2 separate regions of the Mus musculus genome follow, and region 1 is linked to region 2. Evidence: chromatin contacts called from public HiChIP or PLAC-seq data. All regions are on one chromosome and are shown on one strand. The core of a region is the stretch at or near the end of the contact, and the rest is flanking DNA. Distances in the headings are between cores, read along the strand shown. Region 1 overlaps Myh11 (myosin, heavy polypeptide 11, smooth muscle). Region 2 overlaps Pdxdc1 (pyridoxal-dependent decarboxylase domain containing 1).

Evidence for each region. HiChIP or PLAC-seq counts read pairs in DNA pulled down with a chosen protein or histone mark.
Region 1: a contact with region 2 is called in an Esrrb HiChIP or PLAC-seq map of embryonic stem cells, with 7 times the contacts expected there. The contact joins two enhancer-like sites. A contact is called at or near these places in 1 of 15 datasets of contacts at CTCF or cohesin (the NIH/3T3 cell line), 1 of 484 Hi-C or Micro-C datasets (bone marrow-derived macrophages), 3 of 115 datasets of contacts at active chromatin or transcription factors (all in embryonic stem cells) and 4 of 9 other capture datasets (adipose tissue, embryonic stem cells, liver and 1 more).

Annotation. Positions count from the first base shown.
Region 1 is chr16:14,191,362-14,198,038 of GRCm38.p6, reverse strand. Myh11 (myosin, heavy polypeptide 11, smooth muscle) reads left to right here. Exons shown (of 41, transcript NM_001161775.1): 41 at 2,855-3,512. The coding sequence ends at 2,987. Nde1 (nudE neurodevelopment protein 1) reads right to left here. Exons shown (of 9, transcript NM_023317.2): 9 at 5,111-6,321. The coding sequence ends at 6,228. Among named protein-coding and RNA genes, the nearest start is that of Nde1, 31 kb to the right of the region's middle. Within about 2 kb of position 3,643, at least 17 of the 459 cell types and tissues checked have an H3K27ac peak or open chromatin away from gene starts, as enhancers often do. A contact at or near this core is called in embryonic stem cells and liver, where this site is marked.
Region 2 is chr16:13,865,208-13,871,699 of GRCm38.p6, reverse strand. It overlaps Pdxdc1 (pyridoxal-dependent decarboxylase domain containing 1), which reads left to right. Exons shown (of 23, transcript NM_053181.3): 8 at 1,819-1,897. It also overlaps the pseudogene Gm19150. Among named protein-coding and RNA genes, the nearest start is that of Pdxdc1, 35 kb to the left of the region's middle. Within about 2 kb of position 3,704, at least 98 of the 459 cell types and tissues checked have an H3K27ac peak or open chromatin away from gene starts, as enhancers often do. A contact at or near this core is called in embryonic stem cells and liver, where this site is marked.

The DNA.
Region 1 (6,677 bases), core at 2,394-4,893, 330 kb before region 2:
CTCCAGCTTTACAGCTCGTGTGTCACACTGTCCCTTATATCTCTGTACCCAGCACTCCTTCCTTTGTCCCCATCCCTCTGTGCCCAGCACCCCTTCCTTTGTGTCCCCATCCCTCTGTGCCCTGCACCCCTTTCCTGTGTCTTCCCCTTTCCAAGTCCTTGCAAATTTCTGTGAGACACTCCCCCACCCCCCAACTCTAAAGGCTTGGCTTAGTTCAGAGCTGGGAATGTAAGCAGACCTCATCCCTTAGTCATTGTCCTTCCCTCTGGCATTCTGTCAAACATGGCTTCTAGCAAAACACTCTGATCACATCTCCATGAGATTTAAAAATACTGCATGTTGGAGTTTTTGTTGTTATTTTAGTTTGGTTTGTTGTTTTGAGACAGCGTCTGATGTAGCTCAGTTTGGCCTTGAGCTACAAATCTTCCTGTTTCTGCCTCCCAAGTGCTACAATGACAGGTGTGTACTGCTATACATGACAGGTGTGTACTGCTATACTCTTTTAAGTGATGCTGAGGACGGAACCCAGGGCTTCGTGCATGGTAAACACGCACTTTACCAACTGTGCTTTTGCTGGGATTACTCTTACCTGCATGCGGAGCCACTATTACACTGTCAAGACTCTCATCGTGTTGTAAGGTTGACACCCCGTGGAGTACATATGGCATCTTACTCTTTGCACACACCCCTAAAGAATGGACATGGTTTCTAACTGACTGGGTCACGATTCCAGAATAAAATAAGCCCAGGGCCACAGTGACCGCAGCCCAGAAACTCATCTACTCATGGTTCAGCATGTCCTGTCAAAGGACATGAGCACTCCCTGCCCCAGCACAGATGCCAGGGCTTCACACGGCTTGAACTGGGGCTCACAGCTTACTGCATCTTCAGTGCATGAGGGTGGGAATTGGACACCAACTGTAGGAACTTTTTCTGGAGGCCTCATGGGCATGTACATGTCCAGAGATAGGAGAATAAACTCAAAGCACATGGAGCCTTTGTCAAAAGGAGGCGTCTGCTTCCCTAGGATTTTAAGCACCTTTATTCCTCCATAGTGTATCCAGGCAACAATGGCTCAATGGAGTCCCCAGTATCTCATGCTGAGCTCAAGGATATCCTTGCTTAGAGCCACCTGTTCTTTGTAGAGTTTCAACTTTGCTCTTGCTGTCAAATACTTTAAATTATGGAGGTCTTGCAGAGAGCATCCCCAAGGATACAAGGGGGATCAGAGGAGCCCCCAGTCAGCAGGAAACAAAGTCTGATTTCCTGTGGAGACTTCTCACAGCACCTAGAATAAACTAGGTTATTAGTGCTTGGAAAGATCCACAGTTCTCCAGAATGAGACCCTGGAGGTTTTAAAGCAAACCTGTGTTTCAGGAGCCCTATAACTGAGAGTTGGTATCAACCTTTTGTCTTGGATTTAGAACTGCTTCCTCCTATAGTGATCCCTGAGCTGGAACAATGCCGCTGTAGTCTCTTGATGAGAGGGTATGACTTGTTTCTGAAATGTAGGGATAAACCCTTTGAGTCAACAAATATAAACTGTTCCAAACGGCAAAAAGTGTCTAGAGCCTTAATGTAGACTTAGACACTCTTTCTAGCCCCAGGACACCACCCATTGGGTTCAGAAGCCAAAGTGTAGCCATGAGGAGAGGGGCACTGACTGTCATCCCTCTATACCACAGTCCAGGCCCTTCACCCTCTCAAGAGAAGAAGCCCTTCTGAAATGGCCCTCTGAAGCTGGCCCCAGTGTCTTATTCTGGGAGTGGCTACAACTTTAAGCATTTATTCTTGATTGCTACATCTCAAGAAAACCCCAAAGTGTTTACACAGGGAGGCCCCTATCTGCTGTGTATTACCTGTCTAATGTGTTCCTTTGGGGAAAAGAATGGGTCAGTGGGTGGGCACACCATCATGGCTTCTCCCTCCAGCCTCCTTATGGCCAGCAAGTTGCTTTTGTTACCCAATGTTGGTTTTCTAAACTGTACTAAAATGTGTTAGCACCTGTATTCACATTCAGGTCAAACAGGGCTGTGCTGACCCAACAAGATCATGTGTTAGGTCACTGAAAATCCACATAACCTTTTGTGATAGCAAAAGCTAGCTTCAAGTAAACTGACCTGTCCCCCTTTCTGTCCACTTTCCTCTCTTGCCCAAGGCTGCATGCTATATATCTAGCCTTTCCAGTAAAATCAGCCACTTGGATAGCCAGGATGGGTGGGACATGCAGAGGCTGAAAGCTGGAGTAGTGAAGATTCAGGGCTGTCCTGCCCACTAGAACAAAAATGTACCTCAGATTAACAATTTTTCAACTATTCATTTGAACATCTACTTTGTGTTCTGCATCATGTGACCATGATGAGGAAAATACACTCAAATTAGACACCATCTCTCTACCATGGGGGAATCTCAGAGCAGGAAGCTACACACCAGCAGATGGCGCTGTGTCACCCTTCAACTAAAGCTTGTACTCTGAGAAACTCTCCCTCTCCACTTTGAAAACCTAAAATCATGCCTTTTTTTTATTCCTGTGGGAAATTATAGATAAAACAGCACTAGGCCTGCTGTTTTATCTATAATTTTACAACCTTCTACCTGATGACACCAGGCCTGTGCGCTACCCTACACCTGTTTTGGCCTTTTTCTTTTCCCAACCCAACACAAGACCAGAATCCTATTTTAATATTTTAAAACCAATAATCCCATGCCAAATGAATAGATAGGACTCACCCTGAATTTGTTTGTGACTCGTTCATGTTGAGTGTGTGTTTGATCTCACCTTGATCTTGCCTCTTCCAATCACTGGGAGATTTTCTTACTAAAGACAAGTGTATTTTCTGTTTCAAACCCATAGGAGAGGAAACGAGGCTTCATTTGTTCCTTCCAGAAGGGCTGGGGGCCGTAGAGTTATTGAAAACACAGATGGTTCTGAAGAAGAAATGGACGCTCGGGACTCAGACTTCAATGGAACCAAAGCCAGTGAATAAATTCAGGATTGGACACCATGTCAGGGAAAACAGAACACTAAACGACAGCAGAGCCCAGCAGACTGCTTAGCACTTGTGTCCATTCGTTCTCAAGTCACAGAAATCACTCCACCCCTCACCAGGAGTCAACCACAGCCCTGCACAAAGGGTGTGAATTCAAGTTCTTAGATGGGCTATCAGAGAAAAATCCAAATAAGACGTACAGGTCAGGAGCCACAGTCACCAGCAACTTTGTTTACATGAAATGAGGAAGTTACATGAATGGGTGCCACAGCCCCCAACCCACTCCCAACCTTTCCCTGACCTGCCTGACCTTCCAGTTTGGGAGGAAATCCCGTTTGAAAATTCCCTTCCCTTTCCTGCCTGCCACACCTCAGACACACAGTTCACTTCGCCCAAGTGACTTTTTTAGTCATCTGAATTAAAAAAAGAAACACTGCTCCCAGAGCGAGCGGAGCAGAGCAATCACACTTATTTGCACCCATGGTCACTTTCACTAATAAAAGGTTGTAAGTCACGAGAAAGGAGTTGGCTCTTCTGTCCAGCTGTTGTCTTGGCAACTCGTTTAATCCTCTCAGTGATCCCACTACAAGAAAGTGTACACGAAGCCCAAATGAATTCTGTGTTTAGAACTGGGCCCTGTGTCCAAGCTGCACAAAGATCGCAGCATCCCCCAAACACAAAGTCCATGGTACTTCTGGACCCAAGCCTTTTGAGGGCAGCACATTCAACCAATATTTTAAGTACAAAGTTTCTTTCATCTGTTTAAATTGCAATACAGTATTTTGGCCTAGCAGAGGGGGTCAGCAGGACACCTCTATTAAGGCCAGACATGCAGTATTTAGGACTGCTGCTCACTACCCACAGTGCAGGCCTGATGACCTGAGTTTGATCCTTGGAATTCACATAAAGTTAGGTGTACTCTGACCACTACATGAGTGTTGGGGCATATACTCTCTCACGCACAAATAATGGACTTAAATACTTCAGATTTGTAGACCACATCTGCCTCTATAACACATTCATCTTCAAACAAAATGCGCAAAACCATTAAAAACAAAACAAAAAGCAAAAACCACTTAGGGCATGGTGGCCCATGTCCATAATCCTTGGGCTTGGAAGGCTGAGGCAGGGCTGACCATAACTCCAAGGCTATCTCACCCTACCCCCAACAACCATTTAAGAAAAGTGTTCTTAGCATGAAAACCCTACAGAAGCAGGCCAGGGCCCTTTAATTCTCCAACTACAGTGCTTAAGGGAGACAGGGAGACATGCTTGGCAAAAGTTCTAGCCATGCAAACTTTCCTAAAGCCCGACTCAACAGATTTAAAAAAAAAAGATAGGAAATACTGAAAAGCTGAAAAGCCAATCAATCCCCTGCCGATTGCTGCTATAGCTGGAATGACTGACAAACATTTCCCTGACATCACTGCTGAAAAGCTGACTTCAATAGAGATTTTTACAAATCAGATTCAGTGTGCAAGGTGCTTGCTTTGCAAGTATGAGGCTTTGAGTTCAGAGCCACAAAACCCAAATAAAAGCTGGGCATGGCGGCACACTTCTGTAACCCCACCCTGGAGGAAAACCTAACCTAACGGTGGATACAGGCTTAAAACTAAAGTGGAAAGAAGACAGACAGCACCCTCATAAAGGCAGAGGGGAGGGAGGAGATGGGGGCTGTGAGATGGGGGGGCTTGTGGAAGGGTAACTGGGAAGTGGGATATCATGAGATGTAAATGAATGGAATAAAAAAGGGGGAGGAGACACTAAACATCAATCTCTGTGCATATGTGTGCAAACCTGTTTATTTACATACGCCACACATACAACTGTTTACTTACATACACCACGCATACAGTTGTTTACTTACATATACCACACATACAGTTGTTTACTTACATATACCACACATACAGTTGTTTACTTACATACACCACACAGTTGTTTACTTACATACACCACACATACAGTTGTTTACTTACATACACCACACATACAATTGTTTACTTACATACACCACACATACAATTGAGGGAGACACCAGATGTTGGCTTGATTCCCATACATGTGTACTCGTTTCTACAAATCCACACAAACAACTACATATACAATGCACAAAACACTTTTTTTGTTCAATTATTTTATTACTTGGTTAAAAACAAACTTCATGGCCCTGTGCACAGACATGAAAGGACGCACATCTATTGAGCAGGGATTTCTTTTGGTTTTATTTTATTTCTTATAAAAAATAAAGTCCATCTTTCCCCAGGTTATTATGTCTAAGGAGAACAAATAGCCAGCAGCTTAAAATCACCTTGTAATGTCAGTAGCACACGAAAAGTTCTAGGTCCAACTCTAGGCCAGTTTTACCCATCAACTAGAAAATAAGTTAGTAGCCAGTGAAGGGTGCCAAGCTCTGGTATTAGTGTGCTTTTCTCATTGTGCACTGAAGTGTGGGGCAGCGCTACACCCCAGAGATGAGAGACGAGCTGGCATTTGCAGAGCCTGTGCTGGTCTTTCCACATCCCGAGGGCGCGTCTGGCGGTGAGCTCCATCTCCGGCTTTACCACCCTGGTTGCTCTATGGTGTCTGAATGAAGCCCAGCTGGCTGGATGAAGTTCTGTTCTTAGGGATGATGTAACAAAGGCCAGTGCAACGCAAGTTGTCCAGTGTCTTGATGCACATGCCACCCCAACATCAGGGAAGGGATCTCAAGAAAAACAGGAGTCAGGGTTTATCGATAGAGGATAGTCTCCCACTGACTTAAGAGGCAGACAGCGTTAAAGTGTCAAAGGTACATGACCATAGTTTAATAAAGCCTTTTTTTGCCTCTGTAATCTCCCAGTCCTAGATACAATTTGATCATGCTGTAAAAGCACCAGGAGAATGTTCCAGAAGACAGCTTCAGCTGGAAGCAGGCTGCAGAGAGCTCCTGAGCAAAACACCTCTGGAGGCCATTAAAACTCTAGGAAGCCAGTGGCATCATACGTTAGAGCTGCCTTGTGCGGGGTGTCTGTGTGTGTGTGAGCTCATTTCCATGACACACACTGCTAGGGACTGAGCCACATCACAGGGATGATGCCAAGGCCACCACCACCAGCCGTAGTCAGTTTAGGCTACACGGCACAAAGTGAACGCTGGTGATACTGGCTCTTATTTCTCAAACTACCTTGAAAATAAAGCGACTAAAAGCCGACTATAAAGTAAGGAAGACAGGGGAGGGCGCAGTTCTCATTGGTCCTAAAGCAAAAGCTTGACCACACCCTGGGCGGATGGTAGCGCTGGTGATGCTGGCTCTGAGGCTGGCTTCCCAAACTCCAAGCGTTTTCCTGACCTTCAGACAGAGCAAACCATATTTAATGGATGAGACAGCAGTACCCCAGTGGCTAGCACAGGGCCCCCAAGGTTCTAAGAGTGAAAGTCAAGAGCGGAACAAGTCTCACAGGGTCTCAATTTTCTCTCCTGTGAAATGAAGAAAACAACACTGGCCATCTGGTTTCCTGATTCCCAAGGCTACCGAAAGAGTTCCCAGTCTCAGAAGACCCTACAAAAGCATCTACTTCTTGGGTTGTGGAGTACTGAGAGTTGAATGCAGGAACTTGCTACTAGGCAACATTCCCAGCTCCTTGGATTTAAAAAAATAAAAAAAGAAATAAAAATCTGTTTTTTTTAGGCTGAAGAGATGGCTCA
Region 2 (6,492 bases), core at 2,455-4,954:
ATCCCAGCAACTACATCGTGGCTCATAACCATCCTTAACGAAATCTGATGCCCTCTTCTGGTGTGTCTGAAGACAGCTACAGTGTACTTACATATAATAAATAAATAAATATTTAAAAAAAAAAAAAGGGCAGGGTACCTTTGGCTGTCCTATAACTTACTCTGTAGACCAAGCTAGCCTTGAACTCACAGAGATCCATCCACCTGCCTCTGCCTCCTGAGTGCTGGGATTAAAGGACTGTGCCTCTGCCACCAGTACCAGTTCCCAGCTAATGTAAATATTTAAAACTAGAAATATTGGTCTTGTATATGTAAAGTTTTCACCTTTAATCTCTTTTAATATTTCTAATTAGTTTATTAGGAATACAGATTTTTGTCATCTGTGATTATGGAAAGCAGAATTGTTATAAAAAATTTATTTGAATCGTGTAAAATTTCTATAGGAGGCATACTTTAATATTAATAATTTAATATTAATAAATAGGAGAAAAATAACTCAGTGATACCAAAGAGAGATTTAAAAAAAATCTCTTCTTGGAAAGGTTGTAAATGTGTTTCATGTGAACATTGAGTAATATTATAGGAGTAGTTTTTATTTTATTATTTTATATATATATATGACCCTGCCTAAAATAAAATAAAATAAAAGTTCAGAACTCTTAAATTTTTAAATCACAAGAAAACTAATGTTTTTGAGTGCTTCTAATATGCATTTTGTCCAGGTAGCATACAGTGGCTTTAAAATACTTTTCTTACACGTATTAATAAAGCTGAATCGATTTTAATGTTTTAAATCTGAAGTTCATGAGTAAATAGTTATCCTAACATAAAAAAATGATTTGAGTTATTAATTTTGAGTCATCTGTGCTTTTAGAAGTCACAGTTTTTCATTAACCATTAGCTTAGGTCTCTGTAGTGCTTCCTAGTGTGCATAAAGCCCTGGGTTTGATCCTGAGTACCATGTAAAACCAAACATGGTACGCACTTTCAGGGGGTGGAAGCAAGAATCAGAACTTCAAAGCCAGTCTAGGCCTTATGAAACTGGTGGTGGATAGGAGAGAGCTCAACTGGTAAAGTGCTTTTCAAGAAAACGTGAGGACCAGAGTTCAATCCCTGGAACTCACCTTTTAAAAATCACTGGTGTGGTGGCACTTATTCTTAATCCCAGCACTTGAGGAGTAGAGAAGGTGAATCTCCATAAATTCAAAGCCAGCCTGGTCTACATAGCAAGTTTCAGGCCAGTCAGAGTTACATGGTGAGATACTGTCTCAAAATAACAACAACAACAACAAAAAAAAAAAAAAACTAAACTAAAAAACCTTAGGGGGGCTGGTGAGATGGCTCAGTGGGTAAGAGCACCTGACTGCTCTTCCGAAGGTCCAGAGTTCAAATCCCAGCAACCACATGGTGGCTCACAACCATCTGTAACAAAATCTGACGTCCTCTTCTGGAGTGTCTGAAGACAACTAGTGTACTTACATATAATAAATAAATAAATCTTTTAAAAAAAAACCTTAGGGTCAGACATAGTGGCTCATGCTTGGGAGATGAGGTCAGGTTAATCCATAGGCCTTGCTGTATAGCCAGCACAGTCTATCAGCAAGCTCCAGGTCAGTGAGACACTGTCTCAAAAAATAAGCTAATTGGCTCTTGAGGAGCAACCCTGAGCTGGACCTTTGACCCCTATGCACATACATATGTGTTCTAGTAACCATATGTACATGCATTTGTGTGTATACATACACACAGTCATAGCTTATCAGTGTACACTTTTTATACTGGTTGTCTTATATTTTTGTGGTTTGTTTGCTGGTCCTAGGACGTTGCCTTTCTCGAGAAACTGATCAAAGATGACGTAGAAAGAGGAAGACTGCCCTTGCTGCTTGTTGCAAATGCTGGTAGGTATCATAATCTAGTATGTACAAGGCCACTGAGTACTTGGCCTACGAGATAGGATCTTGTGTTGTCAAGATGGGGTCTCAGTTCTATAGCCAAGGCTGGCCTGGAATTCATAGTTGTCCTCCTGCCTTGGCCTTGTAAGTGCTGATGTTAAAAAAGTGAGATGACCCTCCATCAAGGTGAGGCACTCTTGGTTTTGTTTCTTTGTTTCATTGATTGGTTTTTGAGACAGGGTTTCTCTGTATAGCCTTGCCTGTGCTGGAACTTGGATTTGTAGACCAGGCTGGCCTCCAACTCAAGGTGAGATGCTCTTAAAGCAACTAAAGAAAAGCTCCTAGAACTAATTTGTGAACCTAATAAAATTTCTAGATTTCTATCTAGCAACCAACAAATAGAAATCTAATTTAAGGCCAACAAGATAGATAGCTGAGAAGATAAAGATGCTTGCCACTAAATTGAATGGGCTGAGTTCCATCTCATGGTAAAGAGGGAACAGAACCCTGAAAGTTGTCCATCCGGTTGCACTCTTGTATGTATGCCCACGTGTACATACAAAATAAATGCAATAAATAACGTTGAATTTACAATGTCTTTTATGATAGCATCAAAAAGGATGAAACTAGTCTAGGCAGTGGTATTGCATCCCTTTAATCTCAGCACTTGGAAGGCAGAGACAGGCAGATCTCTGTGAGTTCAAGAGCCCCTGGTCTACAGGGCTAGTTCCAGAACAGTCAAGGCAACATAGAGAAACCTTACCTCAAAATACCAAACCAAATCATGAAAATGGGGCAAGGTGACTTAGCAGGTAAAGGTGCTTATTGCCTGATGATATATATCTGACAACCAGAGTTCAATTTCCCAAACTCATGAGGGTGAAAAGAAAGAATCCGCTCCATGAGTTATCCTCTGACTTCCACATTGGTGCCATGGCATGTGGGCACACACACATCTCACACGCTTATTATACACAGGCTAATAAATTTAAAATACTTAGTGAATAAATTTAATAAAAATATGTATAATATCTATGCACTGAAAAGTACAGTGTATTCCTGAAAGGTGGCGCACGCCTTTAATCCCAGCACTTGGGAGGCAAAGGCAGGCGGATTTCTGAGTTCAAGGCCAGCCTGGTCTACAGAGTGAGTTCTAGGACAGCCAGGGATACACAGAGAAACCCTGTCTCAAAAAACCAAAAAAAAAAAAAAAAAAAAAAAGGCCCAAATGTACTAGAGCATACATGTTAGAGACTTGATGTCAGTAAGTCATTTCTCCCTAAACAAGCCCTGTCATAGTCTCTGCATAATGAGTTCTAGGCCAGCCAAGACTACACTGCAATGGCTTATCTTAAAACAAAACCAAAAAAGAAAGAAAGAGGGCGTCTCTGCCAGGTCTGCACTGCTGCTTCCAACTGTCTCCTTGTGGCACGACCCTCGAGCCATGCTCTTCCCCCTGCGAGCGGCAGCGGGCTCCAAGGAGAGCGGCGGGCGCCGGGACAGAGGCGGCGCTTCCACCGCTGCCCCCCGACTGCTGTGACCCGCGTTCCACCCTGGGTCTCGGTGGACGCCCGGCCTCGCCGGCCATGTCGCCGGCCGTCCTACCGGCGCTCAAGCACCACGACTTCCTTCGGCGACCACCCGGCGGGGTGGCGGCGGCCAGGTCTCCACGGTGGCGGCCAGAGCAGAGGCTGCAGGAGCCCAGCTCCATGATGAAATTCTAGAACAACCAGACGCGGACATAGGACCGCGAGGGCTTCAAGAAGCGGGCGGCCTGCCTGTGCTTCCGCAGTGGGTAGGAGGATGAGGTGCAGTTGTTGAGTAGCAGTCCAGTGGATTGTCCCCAGAGGAGGGATGGTGCCAGAGGAGGAGCCTGGCACTGCTGCTTTGAGTGAAGTGTATGAAAAGGTTGGAGTCAAAGGAAAATTAGGCAGACTCCTAGGAATATTTGAGCAGATTCAAGACCAGAAGCACAGAACATATGTTTATGTTCTGACAGTTACTGAAATAATGGAAGACTGGGAATATAGGAAGAAAGAGAGAGTGGTTCAAAGTAAAAGATGCAATCAAGGTTCAGTCCACGCAGAGTATCTGGAAAAACTAAAGATGGGATGTTTTCGACCAATGGAAATTCCTCGGTCCCTTCCCTCCCAGATAACAATGCCTTGTTTGTGACTGCTGCACAGCCCTCTGGGGTGCCATCCAGTACACGGTAGAGGGTTGAGCCCCTCCCCCATCGTGTGGGGCTCTGCCACAGGAGAGGCTCTTTCACTTTTCTTCTAACACATCTGACTGCTGCTGGCAAACTCTGTATTTGCTATGCAGGGATTTCAAATAATTTGCATGTATTTCATCTGCTTTCAAGTCTTTTAAAATAAATAACAAAATAACAAAAATATTTTAAGATGCCAAAGACATGTGTAATTTTTTTAAAAGCCTTCATTGTACCCCATTACTTTGGTTTTCACTTTTATAACATTTTTAACATTTTCACTTTTGTCCACTTAACATTCTGTGCTTTATTTTGACAGATCAACTAGTTGTTTGGTATATTTTCTGCCCTAATTATTTTTTCTTGCAGTATCAAATAGGCACCAAATCTTTGTTGGAAATTAATGAAAAATTCTTAGTATTTAAAGAAATATATCACTCGGGAGGCAGAGGCAGGTGGATTTCTGAGTTCGAGGCCAGCCTGGTCTACAGAGTGAGTTCCAGGACAGCCAGGGCTATATAGAGAAACCCTGTCTCGAAAACAAGAAAGGAAGGAAGGAAGGAAGGAAGGAAGGAAGGAAGGAAGGAAGGAAGGAAGGAAGGAATGAATCTCCAAAACTTAAGTTTAAGAGCGTTGTATTCTCCTTTGTAAACTGCAGATTTGGCTGGTTTTGTATGGGCAGTCGCCTTTGACAAAGCACTTCAGCTTCCTATTTCCAAGAATTGTTCACAGCCAGAATTATGTCACAGTCAATGTACTATGACCGATTCCTCTCGGCCACAGTGATTTGATGTGAAAGAGTGAGCTGGGTTTTTTTAGGGAAAAGCTCAGCACAGCTCCTCCTGAAACTGTGTTTATAGAAATCTACTTAGCACATTCAGCTGCTACTTCCCTTCTTTGACATAGACAATCTTAGGGGCCACATTTCCCTCAATGGCGAGTGTTCTTTAAATATATTTTCAGTTTCTGATTTATTGACAACATTGTTTACCACAGGACTAGACTCTAACCTTGGGTGCCAGTCAGTGATCACTTTATCCCCTGGATAAAATGGCAGTTTTTTTGGCTGTTCTAGGCCTAAGACACTGTCTTGACTGTCAGTAAGCAACTTCTCAGTTAAGTTAGCTGTGGGGGAACTAGAACATTCGAGCCAAGAATTATTGTACCTCATCTTTGTGCTCACTCAAAATTGATCACCCCATAAAAGTACCTGTACTTCCTCCATGAAGTCCTGGAGGAAGTGACGGGGGAGGAGAGGAGGGAAAGATCTTTATCACTATTAGCCTTTTGTAAATACTCTAACTGGCAAGCATAAAACAGTAAAGTAGAGTTAAGACATTTGTTCTGTCACTTGTTAACCTTTAAGGTGTAATGCTGCTGCTGAAATGGGCGGGCCCTTGCCTGTAAGGAAAACTGTGCCGCTCTGAAAATGAGATAAGATCTTGGGCCACTGGTGCAGCAGAACTAAAAACATTAGCTTCCAAAGCAGAAGAACTCAGCCAGTAGTACTCATTCTAAATTATGTAGTGTAACCAAGCGTGATCATCCAGATCTTTTATATTTGTTTTGGTGCAGAGGTCATGTACTCCGGGTGTTTTAAAGAAACCCACAGGTTGACATTTTCTGTCTTTTTGTTTTCTCATGATTCTCTACAATCTCTCCATGTATTAAACACAACAGAGAAACTGGACTGTTTTGTATAATTCTTTGCTGCTTCCAGCAAATAAACCATCACAAGTGCTTACATGACACTCTCAGAGGTAATAATGCCTGGACCTATTTTATATGTAAAATATGTACAGTATTAATGTCAACCATCTCTTTAAAAGTTAGCCTATAAATATTGTTGTATAATTTCTTTAGTCAGAAACATTTGGACTAAGTCATGTCACCTGGGTCAGGATTTTCAGTGCCATTTAGCAAACTGTCTTTAGTCTATGCAAATAGCAAAGATTAACAGAATGTAACTGAATGTAGCTTCACTGTTAAATTTCACCTGTGGGTTCCTCATTATTCTTCTGGAATCCAGACTTGCAAGATATAAAGGAAATTGAATCTACTAGAGCTAGTATCTACCAGCCCAGCCACCTGTAGCGGGGAGACTGCTGTTCTTATTTGTGCAGTCGCTGAATAAAACGGAGCAGCCAAATTCTCCAGTTCCATGTGCCTCCTAACGTTTAAAAGAAAAGAGCAAAGTAACTTGTTAAAAATTGACTTGCAGAAAAGTAGAAACTGCTATGTGGTGGTGTAAAGAAATGGCATTTTCCCACTGAGTACAAGCCATCAGTTTTATCAGTCACACTGTATGAAGCAGCAAAGGTGGAGAGAAATGGGTATGTGTACAAGAATTGCTTTGCTTGTCTGAGATGTTTCATTCAAACTGTTGTAA